4 separate regions of the Sus scrofa genome follow, and all the other regions are linked to region 2. A link is a contact called in public Hi-C and HiChIP or PLAC-seq data. All regions are on one chromosome and are shown on one strand. The core of a region is the stretch at or near the end of the contact, and the rest is flanking DNA. Distances in the headings are between cores, read along the strand shown.

Region 1 (4,874 bases), core at 105-2,604, 210 kb after region 2:
TTTAGACTCATTGTCTATTCTTATTATAAACCAAGGAGGAACTTTATGTATGATCATTAATGTTGATAATCAAGATTACAGATTTTGAAACATTGTTTACTATTCAAGATTTCTGAAATTAAACAAATATTAACTAACATTTTTAATAATTTCATTACAAGTAATGATCACAGCAGTATCATCTAATTTACATCTTCTATAACGAAAAATGGGAGCTCAGACCTCACCAAAGTATCTAAAGTGGAAAATCTTTAAAAATTAATTGCATGGGAGTTCCCATCATGACGCAGTGGAAACGACGAATGGGTCTAGGAACCATGAGGCTGCGGGTTTGATCCCTGGCCTCTGTCAGTGGGTTAAGGATCCCGCGATGCTGTGAGCTGTGGTGTAGGTTGCAGATCTGGCTCGGATATAGCCTTGCTGTGGCTGTGGCTGTGGCCTAGGCCGGCGGCTACAGATCCGATTAGACCTCTAGCCTGGGAAGCTCCATATGCCCAGGGTGCAGGCCAAAAAAGACAAAAAAATAAATAAATATAAAATAAAAATTAATTACATGAAAAACTGTATTAGATGTTGCATTAGGTGGCACGGAGTACTCTATGCCAAGAAATGTTCTAGGTGCTGGGAGAAGAAATGAACGTAACAGACGAAAATCCCTACTCCTGTGAAATTTGCTTTCTGCCTGCAGGTGGGGGAGTAGGGTGGAGAAGACAATACACAACAGATAAGTTATCCAATGTGTTAGGCTATGCATTTTGGAAAAAGCAAAAGGAGAGCAGGGTAAGAGAAATCTGGAGTGGCCCAAGCAGGGAGAGGGGGTCAGTGAGAATACAGTTTTTAAAAAAGTGTGGCCATTATTTTGCTCAAAACCTTCACTCACACACCCATTCAAAAATTAGGTTTGATGTGCTGTGTTCCGTGCTAAATGCAGTGGGCGGAGCAGGGTACAGGGCAGACAGACCGATTCCCTAGGAGCACGCTTCTAAAACAGGAAGACGACCACCAACAACCCACAACCCACTGTTCGTGCTTGCGTGTGTCACTGCGTCGGGGACCCAGAAGGCACCGAGGGCGCCAAGCTGCTGGAGTAGCAGGGCGCGCGGGGGTTCCGCCGGTCTGTTCATGCGCCCTACACCTCGCCAGACACCCTCCCATCCCTGGTGCCGCGCCCACACCTGAAGTTGGACCAGGCAAAGTGCAGAGCGAGCTGGAAGTTGGGGTCCGCCTCGTCCTGCACGCCCGACACAAGGCGAATGAGCTCGCGCACATCGCGTTCTTGCTGTGGGTCCAACCGGGTCCAGGACGGCGCAGGGGACGCCATACCGCCCGCGCTCCCGCCACTCTCCGCGAGGTTGCGTCCGCTTTCGCGAGAATTCGAGCTAACTCGGAGAGGTGCCGCCGCTCTCGCGAGAGTTCTCGCTGCCGGCGCTTTGAGTCTCGGCTCAGGTTCTTTTTGGTGGCTTGGGTTGTGCGTTTTCCCGTCTCACCTGGGGAAATCTAGGAACGTCCTCAAAGGGTTAGCCATTATTATTTGTTATATTAATGCTAACCTCTGACTAACCTTGGTTGATGGTGTATCTTCTGATGTTCTGAAAGCAGCCACTTCTTCAGGGTATCTGTTTGCACCTGTATTTGCAGATCCCATGACCCGTTAGTTGTCCATCCTTCTCCAACCTTCCATTTCTCCAGCTATCTTTCAGTTCCGTTTTGCTTGCATAGGCCACACTACATGGCCCACATTACAGCACGTGTAAGGAAAGCGAGTTGTCCCACGTACAGGCTGAGTGCTGTGCCTCCTGCTCTCGCCAGTGACACCGGGTGGCCCAAGGAGGACTTGATAAACCCCGTAGGCTGCAGGTAGAGGTAATGGGCCTCTTTGCTGTTGTTTGTAATTAAAACTATACTTTTAAACTGTTTCTGTTAAGTTTTGCTAATAACTATTCCAAGACTTGTTACATAGAACTCTAATTTTTTTTTTTTTTTTTTGGATTTACTAGGTTTTCATGTGGTTTATTACGTTGCATTACTGTAGTAAAAGATAGTGGATTCACCACTTAGTCTCTTTGGGCTGCTATAACAAAATACCATAGACTGGGTGGCTTATAAACAACGGAAACTTATTTCTCATAGTTCTGGAGGCTGGAATTTGAGATCAGAGTGCCAGTATGGTTGGGTGAGGACCCTCTTCCCGGATGCAGGCCTCTGGTTGTGAAATATGGTGAAAGGGGCAAGGGAACGCACTGGGGCCTTTTTTTATGAGGGCACTCATTCCAGTCCATTCTTGAAGGCTCCACTCTCCTTTTCCCTTTTTTCTTTTTTTTGGCCATGCCTATGGCATATAAAAGTTCTCAGGCCAGGAGCAGTGACCCAAGCCCCTGCAGTGACAACATGGGATCCTTAACCTGCTCCGCCACAAGAGAACTCCTCCACTCTCCTTTTCTAGTCACCTCCCAAAGGCCGACACCTCCCAAATACCATCATTTTGGGCATTGGGATTTCAAGTTATGAATTTTGGGCGCACACAAACATCCAGACTATAGCAACTACCCAAAATATAGACTGCCCACGACTGCACAAATCCCACAAGAAGTGGGAAATTATAATCATAGCAGTAGAAATGATTCTATACAAGAGAATTTTCTTTCTTTTTTTTTTTGTTTTTTTGTTTTTTTTTTTTGTTTGTTTTGTTTTTAGGGCCGCACTCATGGCATATGGAAGTTCCCAGGCTAGGGGTTAAATAGGACCTGTAGCCGCTGTCCTACGCCACAGCCACAGCAACGGGGGATCTGAGCCATGTCTGCACACTCACCACAGCTCACAGCAGTGGCAGATCCTTAACCCACTGAGCAAGACCAGGGATTGAACCTGAGTCTTCGTGGATACTGGTCGGATTCCTTTCCACTGCACCACAATGGGACATCCTATAGAAGGGAATTTATACTCTCTGGGCAGTCTTTTCTACTCCAGTCACAATTATCATCTGTATGTTTATAAATCAAATTTGTGTACGCAGCTCACATTTTTTCTCATCATTCCAAATCTATAATTGCTTATTTTACATCTCAAAAAAATTAGTTACATACACACTTAACATGTGTCTTCTCCACCTCTCTATCCTGTCAGTTGGCCTTGACCTCAGGAGGGAGGCAGAAAACTTTCCACAGGGCACTCCCAATGACTTGGAGCCAGGAAGGACTAAGCCACTCTCCCATGTCCCCCTGGCTGGCCTGAGCCAAGGTCTCCTTTCTGAAAGAGGAGCTTGAAAAATTTTCCACAGGCACCTCTGATGACTGAGCCCCGTTGAAAATACCATTGGGTCCCAGGTATCCTCTGTAGGCTTCTGAGGCTGGTCACCCACCCTGTAGAGGACATGGAAACATTTTTGGAAAGAACATACAAAGACAGTGTGGCAAACAGTCTGGGCGCACTACCACATGTCGTTTGCTGGCCTAGGCCAGTGCAGCCTTCCAGAATGGCCCCCGGATAACTTTTCTGGACGTGCAGGCAAAAGACCAGACCTCATACAAAACTGCAGCCGGGTTAAGGGTACCCTTCCCATCTTCCTTGTCCAGCCTGTTGCCATGCCCCCTTTGGAGGGACTTAGAACTATTTAAAGGGATCAGTTGTGCCACACATGCAACAGAGACAATCTAAGAATGCCCACTATGGATCTACATGCCCAGCCAAGTTTGACCTGGCTTTTGGAGGTGACTTATAAAAATTAGGGGGAGGTACACTGCTCTTTCCTTCATCCATGGCTAGCCCAAGGTGATGCCCACCTCTGGAGAGGAAATAAGGAAATTTGGGGGGACAATATGGTTGATGACCAGGACTCATGCAGAATTGTGGCCAGTCCAGATTTCCCTCCCCAGGCCTGCCTGTACCAGTAGGACTGATCCTGGCTTTTGGAGGGGAAATTAGAAACTTTTGGGGTGGGACTTCCAATACCCAAGACCCATCCAGACTCCTCCAGACCTCCCTGGCCTGACCAAGGCTTTCCACGCCAGAAAGAGGCTTAGAAATATTTTGGGGGTCCCTCCAAAGACCAGTCCCAAAGCAGGAGCACAGCCAGGCTCAAGGTGCCCCCACAAGACCTGTCTTGGTAATCACCCCCTCAAGAGGGAGACACCAGCATTTTCAGGACGTGCCCTCACCTTTCAGTCTACAAATGGGAGACTTGGCCAGAACTGGGGTGCCCCCTGGGGCCTCCCTGTTGACCTGGGCTGGTACCTGACTCCAAAGGAAAAGGTGCCTCCCCCAGATGTTTCTCAGTCCCCCTCCTGTGGCAGAGATGTAAACAGTCTGCCAGGGAGGCTGGGGGGGGGTCCTGGATTCTGCCACACCCATGAAGGCCTGGCTGTCAGCAGCACCCACCTGAGTGATCCTGATCCCACTCTGGCAGGGACTGGCCCAAGGCAGAGGGGAAGCAGGGCCGGGTGGAATGGACACAGTTATGGTCGTGCATAGGCCTAACTCATTAGCGTGCCTCCAAAAACATTTCCAAGTTCCCCTCAAAGGGGGCGGAGGTGGAAACCTGCCATGGAGGCCTGAGCGGGAGCTTGCCATTGGGTGGCCCCTGGGTATTCACCTCTGGAGGATGTGGGCACTGACCCAGGTCAGCAAAGCCTGCTCAGGGAGGGTGCTGTGTTTTTGATATGCCCCCAGAAACTTTTTATGTCCCCTTCTGGTAGTGGACACAAGCCTGTGAATGCCATGGGGGCCCCAGGAGCCCAGCCATGGATGCTGGATCCCCCATACAAACGGAGATTGGTCTGAACTGGCCAGAGAGGCCCCTGGAAAGGTGCCACGTGTGGCCCAGTCATAGAAGGTACACCAAAAACATTCCAATGTTGGGGAGCCAGTGAGAATCAAGA
Region 2 (5,001 bases), core at 513-3,012:
TATCAAAGAGTGGCTTAATACAAGATTCCTTTATTCATTCTCATATGTCTGTGGGTCATTGTGCAGTTTTGTGGTCCTCAACCAACTAGGCTCCAATCCTTGGTCTCAATGAAGCTAGGTGGCTTTGCAAGTTGCTCTACTCCACCTGATCTCCTCCTCTAGCAAACAGTCCAAGCTTCTTCTCATCATGGTTTAGGCTGGGAACCACCACATTTTCTTGACCAAAGACAGTCCCAAGGCCAGAATCAGGAGATGATATGGAAGTGCAAAGCCATTCTGCAAAATGTGTGGGCACATGGATAGGTAGAGAATCAGAGCCATTTTTTCAATCTACCACGTCATAGTTACCAACTTGCAAACTATCTTTCAATAGTCAGTACAGGAGTTCCCGTCCTGGCTAAGCGGAAAACAATCTGAGCAGCATCCATCAGGATGCAGGTTCGATCCCTGGCCTCGCTCAGTGGGTTAAGGATCCAGTGCTGCTGTAAGCTGTGGTATAGGTTGCAGATGTGGCTCTGATCTGGTGTGGCTGTGGCATAGGCCAGCAGCTACAGCTCCAATTCAATTCCTAGCCTGGGAACCTCCATATGGGCTGTGAGTGCGGCCCTAAAATGACCAAAACAAAAACAAAAACAAACCAGTATGGGCCTTGTTTGAACACAGATTTGAACAAACCAACGGCAAAATATAAAATATTTTTAAAAGATTAGTTAATATAATTCTTTATTTGACAATGTCATTTAACTAGAATTCAGTTAAGACCAAAAAGCAAGCAAAAAAATTCATCTGAGCCAGTTCTAAAAAGCAGTTTCCTGTTTGTCAAGTTCACAGAAGATTAAAAGCTTTTAAATTAGAAGCTGCATAGTTACCAAAACCAGAGTGGTCAGGGGCTGCGTAATCTAGAACATAACAGTCCAATGGGACTGTAGTCTGAAAAGAGCAAATTATATTGGGCATTTTCTGCCTAAATAGGCACAGAATTCATTTTAGGAATATTCCCACCCAAAATAACTTAAATTTGGTATAATAGTGCTTTTGCATCTAGTCAAAAACTGAAAGAACATCCCTAGAAGACTTTTGCAACTGTAACCAAGGTGTTATTGGTTTATTAGCAGGTCTCACTCCAGATTTAGCTAGTTGCTCCACCAGGCTTCTTATAAATGACCTCTCCGTCTCTGTCCTCTTCCAAGGAAACCATGATGATAGATTCCAAGAAATTTCTCTGTTGCAGGAGGAGCTAAGGCGGGACAGCTTAACAGTGGGTTTCCCATGCATCTAATGAAAAATAAATCTCTGCTCCATGGGTCGGGAGACCGAATTTTGCCAAACCACAAACTCGACCAAAGAACGCATTTATTCCCGTATTCGGTTATTTAACATTGGGGAAGAAAGGGCCTTACCCTGAGCCCGCCCCGCCACCAGCACTTGGTCTCGCCCCTCCGCGTCCCCCAACCCGCCCGGGCCTCTTGGCGCGGCGCTAGTCCTTTCCCTTGCACTCTCGGAGAATCTTTCCCTAAGGAATCTCTAGGGACACCGCGTAAAACGCAGCTTCACACGTGGGAACTCACGGCACTCTCTAACCGCACGTGGGAATTCTCTGCACACTGTACCTTCCTTTCGATATTTTGGTCGGCAAACAATACATTGCAAAACACTGCTTCCGACACCCTTCGGCCCGCCCCCTGCTCTCCACCAACCAGGACTTGGAAAAGAGACCGGAACAAGATCGGAGAGCGCGCCGCAGGCGGAGCCTTTGCCGTGCACTGAGCGTGCGCGCGCCGCCGCTTTCGTCATTCGGCCGCGCCCAGGTTCTCCTCTGCTGCGCCCCTTGGCCCCCTGTGGCGGCGGTGGGTGCCGGAGGTCGTCCGGGGCAAGTTCCTCTCGGCATTTCCCCATGGAGGAAGCGGCGTGCACGGCTGCAGCCCCGGATGCTCGCACCTCCTACGGGACAGCAACGAAGGCTGTGGCCGCGCGAGCTCAGGACAGAGTGACCCGGGCGGCCTGTGTAGGGGTGTGAACGGAGGTGACCGGGGCCGGATAGGAAAAGGGAAGCTGCGCGGCGGGCCTGCCAACTTTCTTCCTTTCAGGCAAGCGCGAAGGGGCGAGCTGGGCAAGCCTGCCCATCTTGGGTCGGGAAGGATCTTTCAGGGGCGCCTTTCTTTTCCCTGGGGACTCTGAGCCACGCGTGTTCTGAGATGGAAGTAGTTTTCCCGTAACCTGTATCAAGGAATACCACTGTGAATTGGGTTGCCAGTGAATCCCAAGGAAACCTGGCCTGGCCCTGTCGAGGGCGCATGTTCATTAAGTTCATTAAAATGCTTTCATTTTGTAGTTTTAGAAGATTTTTTCAGCTGCTGCGAAGATATTAACACTGTTGAACAAGCCTTAGATGTCGCTGTAACGTTTTGAACAAGGCTTGTTTCATTTCCTAACTTTTATAAAGTCACTAAAATCCTTCTCTCTCCTCTCTGTATAACTGAACAAAACTCATTATTGTGTGGATAGAATTAGTATGCATTTTGTTTTGTGTTTATGTCTCTTGAATCTTTTCAATTCGTTTACTACAGGCTCTGTATTTCTGGGAATTCTCTATATACCGTAAGCCCACTTAGTACTTTGTTGTTAAAGTGCTAGCAGTGAATATGAGAGAATAGAGATCTCTTTTTTCCTACCAGCAAGATGTCTGTTAAAACAGTATGGTGTACTGGGTTGAATAGATTTTATGTTAGTTGGTAAGTAAAACCAGTAAGGAGACTAGTAACCAAATTTTTTAAAATATTCAGTAACTATTTATTTCTTTTGCCTCCTTCTGTATTTTCTTCTTTCCAGGCTGGAGCCACTCTGCCAGGGTTTAAAACTTTAAATGAGAATAAAGGGTTTTATTTGCAGGAAATGAGAGTGAATAAGTCATCTCTAACCTCTTCCAGCCTTTTTTTCATAAGAGAGACCATATTAAGTTTACATGTAAGTTAAAATTTTAATTTATAAATGATATTACTAAAAAAGGTTGGAGATTTAGGTTATGTAGTATTTATAAGTCTTGGGGGTTTTTTTTGCTTTTTTTTAGGGCTGCACCTGTGGCATATCAGGTTCCTAGGCTAGAGGTTGAATCAGAGCTGCAGCTGCCAGCCTCCACCACAGCCACACCGGATCCTTAACTCACTGAGCTGGGCCAGGGATTGAAACCGCATCTTCATGGGTACTAGTTGGGTTTGTTTCTGCTGAGCCACAATGGGAACATCTATATGCATTACTCTTAAAAATAATTAGCCAAGTGAGAGGTTGGAAAAAATTAAAGTGGAAATCAAGCAGAAATAAAGATGGAGACCGCTAAGGTTTAATATGATGTGGGCGGTCTATATATAAGTAAAGTCCAGTGGACACTTAGTTAGGTTCCATTTTAGGCTGTGTAGCTTTTTGTGTGGTCCTGTGCATGTGATTTAAATCTGTGAGGTTTGGTTTCTTTACCTTCAAGGTGGGGGTAATGATGTGTTTTTCTCATTATTGTATGGCTAGAATTAGTATCAGTTGTCTGGAGCAGTGCCTCCATAGGTGTTCATTAAGACATAGCTATTACTCGTAGGGAGACATAATGATAAAATACAGTGACACTGGTTTTCAGGTTATTTCTATTACGTAGAAATACCCTGCTGGCGTTCCCACTGTGGTGCACTGGGTTAAAAATCTGACTGTATCAACTCAGGTCACTGCAGAGGTACAGGTTCCATCCCTGGCCTGGGGCAGTGGGTTAAAAGATCTGGCATTCCCGCAGCTGTGGCTTAGATTGCAGCTGCAGGTCAGATTCAGTCCCTGGCCTGGGAACATCCTGATGCCATGGGTGTGGCCACAGAAAAGAAAAGAAATACCCTGCTATGGTATCTCACCTACCCTTGTTGTTCGTGTCAGCCACAGTGAGCTTTCTTTTCCTAGAAAACTGCGTGTTTGCTCATGCCTCAGTGCCTTTGAACTTGCTTCTTTCTCTGCTATGTTCTTTTACTTTCATGCCTTTGTTCAGTGTTATCCTCTCCACTAGGCCTCCTGACTAACCTAATAAAAGTCCTCCAACCCAGCTCCCCAGTGCCTTTAACGTGCTTGACTTTTCACCGTAGTATTTGCCACCTTCCAACATAATGTCCTTATTTGTTGCATTGCCGTACCTCCAAGAGTAGGTAAACTCCATTGAGGGCAGGATTTTGGTCTGTTGTATTCACTCCTATACCTAGAATATAGTAAATAGTATTCATGTAAATATTTGATGATCGAGTAAATATCACTTGTCTGTAGAGAGCCATAGTGAAGGGGATATGAGTCATGTACATTACTAATCATAATAAAGGCTGGAAAGGTGTCCAAAGAGGAGTTCAAGTTAAAGGCTAGGGAATTCAGAAAAGATTGGCTCATGGAATTCAGGTGGGGCTTCATTGCGGAAGTGCTTTTTTGAAATAGGTCCTTAAAGATGAAAGGAATAATGTGGAAAAGATAGAGAGGAATGAAAGGAATAGTTAAGAATGGCAGCAGTGTGTTGACCTAGGGTGCAACTAGGGTATGTGAAATATCAGGAAGTAAAAATGTTAAAGATAGGTTTGGAACAAATGGTGAAAGGTCTTAGTTACTGGGTTACAAAATTTGAACTTCTCTCAGGAAACAGTGGGTAGCCATTCTGAGTTTGGAAGCAGGAGAATGAGAGGATAAATGTGTTGTATAGAGCAGTGTAGCATCCTGCTTTTAAGCTGGATTAGGGTCAGGAGAGACATGGGGTGCAAGGACATATTTCAGAGATAGAATCCATCTGGCTCCCTTGGCTCTTGTACACAGTTTGGAGATGAAGATGGTGAAGCCACAGTCAGAACACAAGAAGGAGCAGATTGGGCAGAGAGGCAATGACTGACACTGAGAGCCTTCTCTGAGCTGCCCCTTGCTTGTGTCCCAGCTTGGGGACTAAATGGAAACTCCGGTGGAAAAGACTGAGACTGAAACCTGGATTCTAGTCCTGGGTCTACT
Region 3 (5,319 bases), core at 1,981-4,480, 230 kb after region 2:
GGAAACATGAGGACCAGAGAAATAATGAGGTGGAACTAACTGGGGAGGTGGGGGTGGGGGATCTGTGAAGGAAGAAGGCCTGAGATAAGGCAGCCACATTAAGGAACAGCTATGCTCACTGCCCTGCCGTTGTGGTGGCAGGTCAGGCAGCCCCAGGCTCCAGCTGCTTGAGTTTCTCCTGGAGCCCCCGTAGCTGGTTTCGACCCCAGTCGATTCGAATCTGAAGGCTGGCCATGTCTGCAGCCAGCTGCAGACCTAGAGGAAGAGAAGAGAGTTGTCACCATGATATCTGTGGTACACTTGGCTCAGAGGCTCTGGATATCCCCAGGCCTCTCCAGCCTTCCCACTATTCCTGAAACATTCCAGGAGTAGCCTTGCATGGGCTACTCAAGAACCTCATAGGATTCACACCCTTATATCCTTCAAGTCTTTGTTAAAATGTCCTCTTCAGAAGACTCTCTTGTCCCCTTAGATCACCCTCCAGGAACTAAAAATGTACAGATTATAACCTGGTCTCATGCCCTCACTTCTTTCTTTTCTCCATTATCACAGCCCCTCGATGCTCTCACTCTCTCTCCTTCTACCTGTTTTCTCCGCCCCCAAGGGTGGTCCACTCTCTGGATCCACTTCTAGGTTGCTTTCACTTGATGTCTTTGCTGCTGTCAAGTCCTCTGGCCCTCCACACCACTCAGTCCACTGGCCAGTCTTATCTTCAGCCTATCTGCCTGGCAGCAGAGCTGGCCAAACACCTGATCACCTCCCTCCAGGTCACATCTTACCCTCTTGGTGTTGCTCCTGCCTCTCGGCTGGTTCTCAGTCTCCTTGCCTGGTTTCTTTCCTTCTCCTTCCCCTCACTTCCTGTCCACCCTCCTGCTGATCTTAATCTCATTTCAACTTTAATGCTGTGTCTGGGTCAGTAACTTGGGGACTTGAAACCAGTGTTATGCAGTGGGCTTCCAACTCTCTCCAGTCCAGGCTGCTCCCAAACTCCAGATGTATGTGCTCAACCACCCGCTCAGAATCTCTATCACACAGCACCAGGAACACACCAACAGCTGACTTTGCCTCAGCTTCTGCTCTGCAGCCCTCCAACCCCATCCACCCTTTCAGGCATTCTAGTTGGAGACTGTGGGGTCACCCTTCACGACTCTCCCTTACTCCCAAACTGATCTGTCAGCAAATCCTGTGGCTTCTATTAGAAAAACAAGCAGCTTCCCACCTGTTCTCCACCTGTATACCTCATACCAGCTGCTCCCTGGCACCTGCTTCCTCCCTCTGCTCTTGACTGTTTTTACCTAGAACCTACAGATTTCTCTCACCCTGTGAGTCCAACTGCACCTCTGCTCAGAGGGACCCATCACTCTGAGTCCTCCTACATGGCTCTCAAATCACCTGGCCCTCTGACCCTTGGGTCCTGGTGCTCCTCGCTTCACCACCTCCACTCCAGTCCACTCTCCATCATTCCAGACACAACCTTACCTCAGGGCTTCTGTCCTCAGTTGTTCCTCCATTTAGAGCACTGTTCCCCCAGACCACCAACAGAGATCTCTCCTTCATCTCTTCTGAGACCTTCCCAGGCTACCCTTCATAAAACAGCTCCCCCAGTCCGTTCCATCCTACCATACTCTACCTTATTTTTTGCATAAGTTTCACTGCTGGCTTGTTTGCATGTTGTCTTTTCTGCTCTCAATAGAATAAACATCCCATAAGGTGTCTGTCCACTTTCAAGAGCCTAGAACTCCACCAACAGTCAGTAAGTGCTTTTTGAAAAAACAGGTCTGCAACAAAAATCTGCAGTGGAGAAAACCTGCAAATCCCTTTGCAGACTAACCCTAGACCAAGCATGAGTGCTCAAAGGCCCCCTGTAGATTGAGGGTCCCTGGCAGGGTCCACTCACCCTCCCGGAAGCTGGCTTGAGCCTGCCGCAGACTGTGAGGAACAAGGATTCCAAACCAGTTCAGAGGGTCCTGGGGAGCTGGGGAAGGTTCTGGCTCTGCCGTCTTGGTGGGACCCTTGCGCTTACGCAGAGCTGGAGAAAGAAAGGCTGGAGGTTGGGGGTCTCATTACTTGGTCCTTGTTTTCTCAGTGACAATGTTGAATTTGGTCTGAGCTCATGATCCCAAAAAATACTGACAGTTGGAAAATCCTCTCAAACTTTTGAAGTTCTGGAAAACAGCTTACCACAAAGAACCACCCTTTCCCTTGTAATTCAGATGAGAGTCTGTCCGTTTTTTCTCTTGACCATCATAAAACCAGCAGATGACCCTCCCTTGTTTACCTGTGAAAAACCCAGACACTGATATTTGCCATTCTGCCTGAACATGCTGAACGGCCAAACAGACTCTTCAACTCCCTGTTCTTTGTCTCACAAATGATTAACTGAGATTAGAGCTTTGTCCACCTGAAACTAGCTAGACACAGCAATAAATATCTTCTGTTCGGCCGAGACTTTCTCTGCAAAACAATCCCATTTGTAGAGGACTTCACCTGTAACTTATTTCTCCCTATAAAAGTCTAAGGCAAAAAACCACTTTTCTGAGATATTCTGATCTTCAGATCTGAGGCGCGGTCTCTATGGCAACAGCTTAAATAAAATCATCTCCTTAGTTGTCCACGCCTTTTGTCTTTGACAAACGAAGGGGCCCTGAGGGGAAGAAGGATAGGCTCACCTGACTCGCGAGGCCCCACCTCCTCTGGAGTCCTGGCGCCGGCTCTCACCAACCAGAACTTCTGGAGTCCATCCTGGGCCTCGCTAAAGAACGAGAAGGGAGGCTGGACCTTTGGCGGCCCCGGCCCGGCCCCTGCCTGCCCACCCGTTGCAGCATGCAAGGCTCCTCACCTGGTGCAGACGCAGACCTGCGGCTCCATGCGGGAGGCATACTGCAAGGGCCCTACCGACTTGGCACCCATAGCGTAGCGAGCTTTGGAAAGCGAGAGCCAGCCCTGAGCGGAGACAGGAGAGCAGTGAAACTCAGTAACCTCCGCTGCCCGCCCGCCCGCCCCAGGCCCCGCACCTCTTCCACCCGGGCGTTCAGCGCCGCGCGCTTGGTCTCCAGTTCCTCCAGGTCCCCGAGCAGCTGCAGGAGCAGCGAATCCAGCTCCGCTCGAAGGTTCGCTGCCGCCATGGGTTCCTCACACAGTTGGGAGCCGGCTTCTTCCAGGTCGCCCAATCAGCGCCCTCCTCGCCGTCAGCACAGCCAATAGGGGGGCGTTCCCAGCAGAGGGCCCTGACGCCCACTGGGTAGTGGCTGCCAGCTGGTGCTCCTCAAGTGTCCTCTAAGCAGCGGCAGGGGTAGGTGATGAACGGTTAGTCAGGCGAGCACCCGAAGCTGGCCAGCCAGTACGTCGTCGGTGAGAGGTGTGGGTGATTCCGAGTCACTTCTGGAAGCGGCTACTTAGGACGTTGCAGTGACTGTGGAAGGAGGCGTGGCTGTTCTGCAACCCTCGGAGGAGCGGCTTTAAATATAACGAGAGAAGGAACCGGTAGGTGGTCGGTCTTCCAGTCAATGGCTGTGCTGGTTTTACAGTTGCTGGACTATTTCGAGCCGACAACTATTACTTTAGCCCGACAACTATTATTTTAGCGGCTCGTCATCTCAAACTAGGCATACTGCGGAGCCGCGGCTGTTAGCAGTGAAGCCAGGGGCTAATACTTACAAACAGCTCTTCTAAGCCACGTGACAGCACCTTGACTCGCACAATCCGCCCCGCCCATTGGTTGCTCCTGTGAACATGTGATTCCAAACTAGCCAATCGCCTTGCAACTCCCACCCACTGTTTGCCATTTTAATTTTGGGCATTCTCGACAGCAGAGGAGTCTAGTGAAGCTTCTTGTGACCTTATCGGTTGAGGGCGGAAGCGAGGGCTGCGTTGCGTGGGCGGTGACGGAGGATTCTCCTGGACCCGCGTGGAAGCCGCTCTCAGGATGGTAAGGACGTTTAAGCTTCTGTCTTGGAGGTTGGGGGCTCGTGGAGGCTGGGAATGTGGAGGCTGGGAATGTGGCCCCTGGGCCCCGGGCGGGTGTTTCCCTGGTTCGGCTCTGCGTGGCGAAAAAGGGTGCTCTGAACGGGCGCGCTCTTCTGTAGCTGCGCCGCGAGGCCCGCCTTCGCCGGGAGTACCTGTACCGCAAGGCGCGAGAGGAGGCTCAGCGAACCGCCCAGGAGAGGAAGGACAAGGTTCGGCGCGCGCTTGAAGGTAAGTCAGTTCCCGCCCCCCGATCTCCAAAAGGCTTGCGTTTTAAAACCCAGCGGTAAAAAGGCCCAATGAAAAACGCCGTCTTTTCCTTGCCTGTTGTGTCTTCGTAATTGCAGCTGTCCTTTTCATGATGGTATGAGTTACTTGTCATTTATGCTGCAGTACCCAGATTTTATAGCTTACATATTAATTTTATTTACAATATCTAGTACTTAGCAAATTTAAGCATTTTACGTGGTCGTAGAGGTCCCCCACCCCGCCCCGTCGTTTTTCTTCTTTGCTACCTTCCTTACTATAAGGTAACAAGAATAGTGCTGTTGATGACACCCTTGTATTTTGAAACTTAATTCGTGTAAACCTTAAGTTTATTTGCGTTGTAAATTAGGCATTTAACTTTTCATTTGCTGTACTAATGAAGTCTGTCACACATGCTTGATTGGAAATGCTGTATTTGTTCTTTGTGTCACTTTGATTTTCTTAGGTTTTAGACATATAAAGTATATGTGGTATGTGTATGTATATGTTAAGCGTAACAGCTTTGACGTATCTGCTGACGTCAAGAAATGAAAAATAATCAATATATTGAAATTCAGAAATATTTCTAACTTAGATAATCAGTATTGAATATTGTTTTAAAATAAACCATCTCCTTGCTTGTCTTTTGAGTATATCATGCTTGTTTTTGTTCTGAAATCATACTGATTGATTTTTAGTTGTAAAGGTAGTATTAGGTTGTGTTTATTCTTTCGCAGCTTTATGTTTTCCTTCAACAGGTTTCTAAGATCCAGTGAGTGGAGGTGAGGCTCCCTCTGGTGAATATTCCACAAGGTCTTCATCCATTTCCCTTTGGGTGGTGATGACCTTATTTTTAGTTTAGGGCAACTCTGCTGCTATAAATATTTTCTTCCATGTGCAAAAATTTGTCCAGGGCATATTAGAGAGAAGTGCTGGGTTCAAGGGCATGCCCACTGCCCAGCGCCTCTGCCAAGCCCAGCTTTAGTTCACAGAGGAAATCTCTGACCCAGAGCATCATGATTAGTGATTTTATTGTCAGTTTCAGGGATTCTGGCCACCTTCATGCAGAAAAAGGTTTCTGTTTATTCTTTAAAAAATTGTTAGTTTTTT
Region 4 (5,207 bases), core at 877-3,376, 160 kb before region 2:
ATTTGCCTCTGTTATTTAATTCTCACACTACCTTATAAGGTAGAAAATGTTACAATCCCCATTTTAAAAGTTTAAATATCTATTTTAATTATTATTACTTTTTTTTTTTTTTTGCTTTTTAGGGCCGCACCCACAAGGCATATGGAGGTTCCCAGGCTATGGGTCAAATCAGAGCTACAGCTACAGCAAAGCAGGATCCAAGCCGATTTTGTGACCTACACCACAGCTCACAGCAATGCCAGACTCTTAACCCACTGAGCAAGGCCAGGGATTGAACCCGCCACCTCATGGTTTCTAGTGGGATTCGTTTCTTCTGTGCCATGACAGGAACTCCTAAGTCTCTATTTTATAGATGAAGAAACTGAGGCTTTAACAGATACAAACTATTGCCTTTGGAATTGATTGGCAATGAGATCCTGCTGTGTAGCACTGGGAACTATGTCTAGTCACTTATGATGGAGCATGACAATGTGTGAAAATAGAATGTGTACATGTATGTGTAACTGGGTCACCATGCTGTACAGTAGAAAAAAAATTGTATTGGGGAATTAACTATTAAAAATAAATAAGAAAGAAACTGAGGCAAAGTTTGACAGAGCAGGGATTTACACTCATGGACTCTCACTCCATGATCTAAGCTTTATCACTGTATTTTTATAACAGCAATTCCTAAACATCCAATAAAATAGATGTCATAAAACTGCAAAGGGTGTTTGCTTACATTTTTTTTAACCTTATATGACATACATCTCTAGGTATGATCTATAAAAACACCAAGAAAAAATGACAAGAAACTTAACTCTAATAAATTTGAAAAGGCTCCATGTATTTTGCTATTTAAGTCAGATGAAGAGGAAATGGAATAACCATGCTTACCTCAGTTACTAAACAGATTTTCAAAACAAAAACTGTAACTAGAGAGCAAGAGCTCTCGGTATACTTACTGCACACAAACAAGAAACCACCAAGATACAATGAAGACAAAAGTAAGGCAGTTTTATATTCAGAGAACAGCTGGCAAAGGAGTTTCCTTCCCCATCATTTCTCACCTGTCATCAAAAATTTTGAGAAAATAATTTTCATTGTTTTGAGAAAAGAATTATTGGTCCTCGATAAGCATTTGCTTTCTCTATTGCTTTCTTTTCCTTATAAGATTTCCAAATAACTGAGGGTCAAACAATTTGGGGTCAACGTGACTATGGCTTCTAAGTATGCGAGAATCTGATCCAAAAGAACATCAAGAAATGGTAAATCAAGAGCTGAGAAAGAGAAATGGGATTTACTGCAAGAAAGCCTGCGAGATGATCACAGGCGCTTCATGGAAACGGAAAACATGCCCCCCCCCCCCCCCCCCGGCAAAAGAGAGGAAAGCGGGATATGAAAGAATAAAAGAGAGCGTGTCATTTCTGATAAAGGCTGGGTGGTAAAGATTTGGAAGATGCAAGAAATGAGGGCTCCAGAGGAAGAGGCACAGGAAGAGACACGATTCCCCAGATCCTTTAAGATTTGTTTGAAAACGGCCAGGGTTGGGAGAAGGGTTAAAAAGGAGCTCACTGGAAAAGGAGGGATGCAAAACTGAGGCATCAGCTCAAAAGAAATAAACAACAAAACGACTAACGAGAAGACCTGAGTCAAAGCCGTGTGCAGGGCAGAGGACCGGGAGCCGCAGAAGGACAAGGTCGGGCCAGGTGCCCGAGAGAGGGTGGGAGGGACAGAGAGACATGAGTGGGTAGGGCGGACGCCGGGAGACCCCGGGTCGTGGAAAGGGAGGCCTGCAGTACGCAGAAGGGGCCGACTTGGCGGGGGCGGGTTCAGGACGCAGGGGAGCGCGGGCTGCTGGGCAGGGCCTGCTCTCCAGAACCGGCGGGGGTCCACAGCGGTGTGCGTGGAGAAGGGGGAGGGGTGGGCCACGCCGTGTGGCCGGCGTACTGCCTCGGTCCCCACCTGACGCGCGGACGCCCAGAGTCCCCAGCCGGTGCGCGCGTCGTCCGTCCTTACCTGGCGCGCCCACGCCCACAGCCCGCACCTGACGGCGGCGCGTCGGGAGTTTATTGCCGGAAGTCGCTCGCCGCGTACCGGGGAACGCCGCAGGCAAGCCCCGCCCCCAGCCGCGCTGATTGGCCAGCGCGGCTCCGCGTGGCTGTGTTGCTACCCTGATGCCCGAGTCTGAGGAGCGCGCTTGCGCAGTGGGCGTCGCCCGCTTGGGCCCAATTTGCCCACGCCCGCACTGGTGCAGTGGGCGTGGGCGGGCCCCAGGTTCCATGTGTTGGTACCTGGCAGCAGAGAAGCGCGTTGGATACTTGATTTTTTACTCCCCAGTCGACGGCAGACGGATACTTAAATCTGCTCACCCAACCTGCCCAACTTTCCAACCCAACTGCTGCCCAGAAATAATCTGAATTTTGAGAATGTAGCTTTTATTTGCCCTCAATTCACCTGTACACCTAATTGCTAGAATACAGAGTTTTAAGGCTTAGGTGCTTTCTATTTATAAACGATTTAGAGTTTTGCTCTTCTCTTTGTGGAAGGTTGGAGGATCAAGTCTCAACCTGTGGGGTTTTCCCAGTTAGGAGAAAAGAATGTGGGGTAGTAGCATTAGTGCCACAAGTTCATGTGCTCAACACATAGTGAGGCCAACAAACTAAAACGGGTTTGGAGCACAGAAAGGTTTATCAAAGGGCCAAGTAAGGAGATGGGTGGCTTGTGCCCCCAAAGCCCCAAACTCCCCCAAGAGTTTCAACAAAGCACTCCCCCCCACACACCCCACCCCACCCCACCCCACCCTCCACACTCTCAGCATTGTGGAAGTTCCTGGGCCACAGCAGCAACCCAAATAACTGCACTTACAACACCTTATCCTTAACCCTGGTAGATAACTCCTCAGCAAATAATTTTTAAAGGCCAGGGTGTCACAGGAGTTAACATCATCATTCCTTAGGCTCCAGGAGTTTGGGGCTGTATGCTCATGATCCTCAAGTAGTTAACATCTTCCATTTGGTGGGGGGTTTTCACGTCTGTAAAACAACTCAGGAAATATTCACTAGATACTATTATCTGGGTACTTCAGAAGGGAGCTAAAGCAGAGGATGTGGGGATCCCCTAGGATCCTGCTCAGGTACTGTGGGAGGGCAGGGGAGGAGCATGGCTCTGGCCTCTGACTGCAGTGTGAGCTCCTAGGGTTCATATCAGAGCTGGGGTTATTAACTAAGGCTTTAATCTTTCTCTGCTTCACTATTCCTACCAGTGGAGACAGTAGTGGTGTTTACCTCACAGAATCATTACAATTAAATGAATTAATATATTCAAAATATTCAAAGCAATGCCTGGTGTATGGTAAGCAGTATATAAGTATTTGCTCTTAGTATATTTTTTAAATAAAATGTGCATTTGTATATTTGGAACTCACTGCAGGAAGCACACAGTATTCATATTTTAGAAAAATATTTTTGTAAACTATTCCTGATGTGCTTATTACAATAGTGTTCTTTGACTACATGCCTTTAAAATACTGTAACAGTGATTGTGGGCAGCAGGTCAGCAATATTGCTTGCATATCCCCAATTTAAGAACCAGTCCCTTTGTGAGTCAATTACACTTGAATTAAAAAATAATAATCAGTGTAAAACTACAATGTCACGCTACATGTCTCTATAAATTTGTCAAAAGCCATAAACCGCACATCCCTAAAAGCAAAACATAACATAGAAGTTCCTGCATGGAGCAGTGGGTTAAGGATCCAGCATTGCTGCAGCTGTGTTGCAGATCACAACTGCAGGTTTGATCCCTGAACTTAAAAAAAAGTCCCCCTTCTTTCTTCCTCTTTTATGCTTACAGATTATTCCACTGAGTGGACATAACAGTAGTTTAGATAGTCTCTATGGGTAAGCATCAGGGTCTTTCCACCATATGGTGGTGATGGGGTCTTGGCTTGGCAATGTCTACCAAAATTCCACATGCAAGCAATTATATTTGTCCTAAGAATTCCAATTATAGTAATTTACTTGCAAATACACCACCACAAATTTTAAAAATAAACAAAAAACCCTCATCCATACAGTTATTCATTATTTTTAATGGCATAACCTTGGAAAGAACTTAATACTCACTACACAGCAGGCTCTATGCCATATATTCTGCTTGCCTTTTCCTCAAAATAACCCTAGAAGGTCAATCTTATTACCATGTTTTGAAGATGAGGCCCGAGGCTTCCAAAAAGATCAGTAACCTTGATAGGACCATACAAGTAGGCAGACATGGATCAAGGGTGGTGAAGTGGTTTGTCTGACACAATCCACCAGCCCAGGGAAGCTACAAGGAGCAGGCCTGTTTTAAGTGTTCCTCTTTTCCCCCAGCACTTCTAATCTTTATCATTCACTAAACAACCACAGTATCTTGTAACTTCTTTCAGTTATTTAAATCCCAGCCCAGCACTGCCCTTGACTTTAAAAAAAAAAAAATCTATTTTGCAAGAAGATTGTAAGATCTCTGAAGGCAGAGACTAAGGTCTTACACTTTATGGAGTCCTGAAAATCTATTCTCTGTGGAGAAGAGTGGGAGAGACTGGCCACCCACCCAGCTGAAATCATTGAATCTAAACATAATAAGAGCTGAAACACTGGGAACACATCCATCTTCAAAGTTACTTCAAATGTGGTATTGAAGTTGGCCTGTCATGGTACGGTTATTTCCATGCTGGCATATGCTTCTTTCATTTCTCTATGGCTTTACATGAGAAGCAGGCAATAAAATAAGCTATGATAGACTGTTAGAACCACGAGAGAACTTTGCCGTGAAGCCTAAGCTCTCCTTGTAGATGAGGCCACACCTTCAAGACTCGCGCAGCTGGTGTCGGAACAGGGCGCTGGAGCCAAGCCTCCCGCTGAAAACACGCTTCTCTTTTCCTGACAGGATAGAGAACAAGTGTCTGCTGTAATCTGAGCCTCAGATTCCCAGATCCCTCCCCCTACACCACAAATGCTAGTGCACCCCACTCCAGGAGTTGGGCTTGGATGCTAAGGTGTCTGCAGCCTATTACCCACAGCATCTCTGAGCTGGTTTTCTGACTGGCCCAGACTTCCAGTCCCCTCAGGTCTCTTGCCCATCATAATGCTGTCCCTCTGCTTAGTGGGGGCACAGCTGACCAGGTCCTCCTGGGAGCTAGTGCAGAAGCGCAGCCTCGGGGTAAGGTGGGCAGTCTGTTCAGGAAA

What was found. A called contact is a pair of places that touch in the nucleus more often than the background predicts. HiChIP or PLAC-seq counts read pairs in DNA pulled down with a chosen protein or histone mark.
Region 1: an H3K27ac HiChIP or PLAC-seq map of alveolar macrophages shows a contact between it and region 2. The contact joins the promoter of TUBGCP5 here to the promoter of NIPA2 in region 2. A contact is called at or near these places in 2 of 5 promoter capture datasets (fetal liver and liver), 2 of 47 Hi-C or Micro-C datasets (heart right ventricle and liver) and 1 of 2 datasets of contacts at active chromatin or transcription factors (alveolar macrophages).
Region 3: a contact with region 2 is called in an H3K27ac HiChIP or PLAC-seq map of alveolar macrophages. The contact joins the promoter of IMP4 here to the promoter of NIPA2 in region 2. A contact is called at or near these places in 1 of 47 Hi-C or Micro-C datasets (heart right ventricle) and 2 of 2 datasets of contacts at active chromatin or transcription factors (alveolar macrophages and skeletal muscle).
Region 4: a Hi-C map of liver shows a contact between it and region 2, with 2.7 times the contacts expected there. The contact joins the promoter of FBXO25 here to the promoter of NIPA2 in region 2. A contact is called at or near these places in 3 of 47 Hi-C or Micro-C datasets (embryonic fibroblasts, heart right ventricle and liver).

Annotation. Positions count from the first base shown.
Region 1 is chr15:31,992,207-31,997,080 of Sscrofa11.1, reverse strand. TUBGCP5 (gamma-tubulin complex component 5) reads right to left here and starts at 1,354. Exons shown (of 23, transcript XM_021075115.1): 1 at 1,176-1,354. The coding sequence starts at 1,321.
Region 2 is chr15:32,199,127-32,204,127 of Sscrofa11.1, reverse strand. It overlaps NIPA2 (magnesium transporter NIPA2), which reads left to right and starts at 1,762. Exons shown (of 7, transcript XM_021075602.1): 1 at 1,762-2,087.
Region 3 is chr15:31,973,069-31,978,387 of Sscrofa11.1, reverse strand. IMP4 (U3 small nucleolar ribonucleoprotein protein IMP4) reads left to right here and starts at 3,230. Exons shown (of 10, transcript XM_021074943.1): 1 at 3,230-3,483; 2 at 3,813-3,928; 3 at 4,086-4,194. The coding sequence starts at 3,926. CCDC115 (coiled-coil domain-containing protein 115) reads right to left here and starts at 3,673. Exons shown (of 5, transcript XM_003483603.3): 1 at 3,015-3,673; 2 at 2,840-2,943; 3 at 2,670-2,752; 4 at 1,898-2,029; 5 at 1-255. The coding sequence starts at 3,125. The coding sequence ends at 143.
Region 4 is chr15:32,356,390-32,361,596 of Sscrofa11.1, reverse strand. It overlaps FBXO25 (F-box only protein 25), which reads right to left and starts at 2,126. Exons shown (of 10, transcript XM_021076229.1): 1 at 1,999-2,126.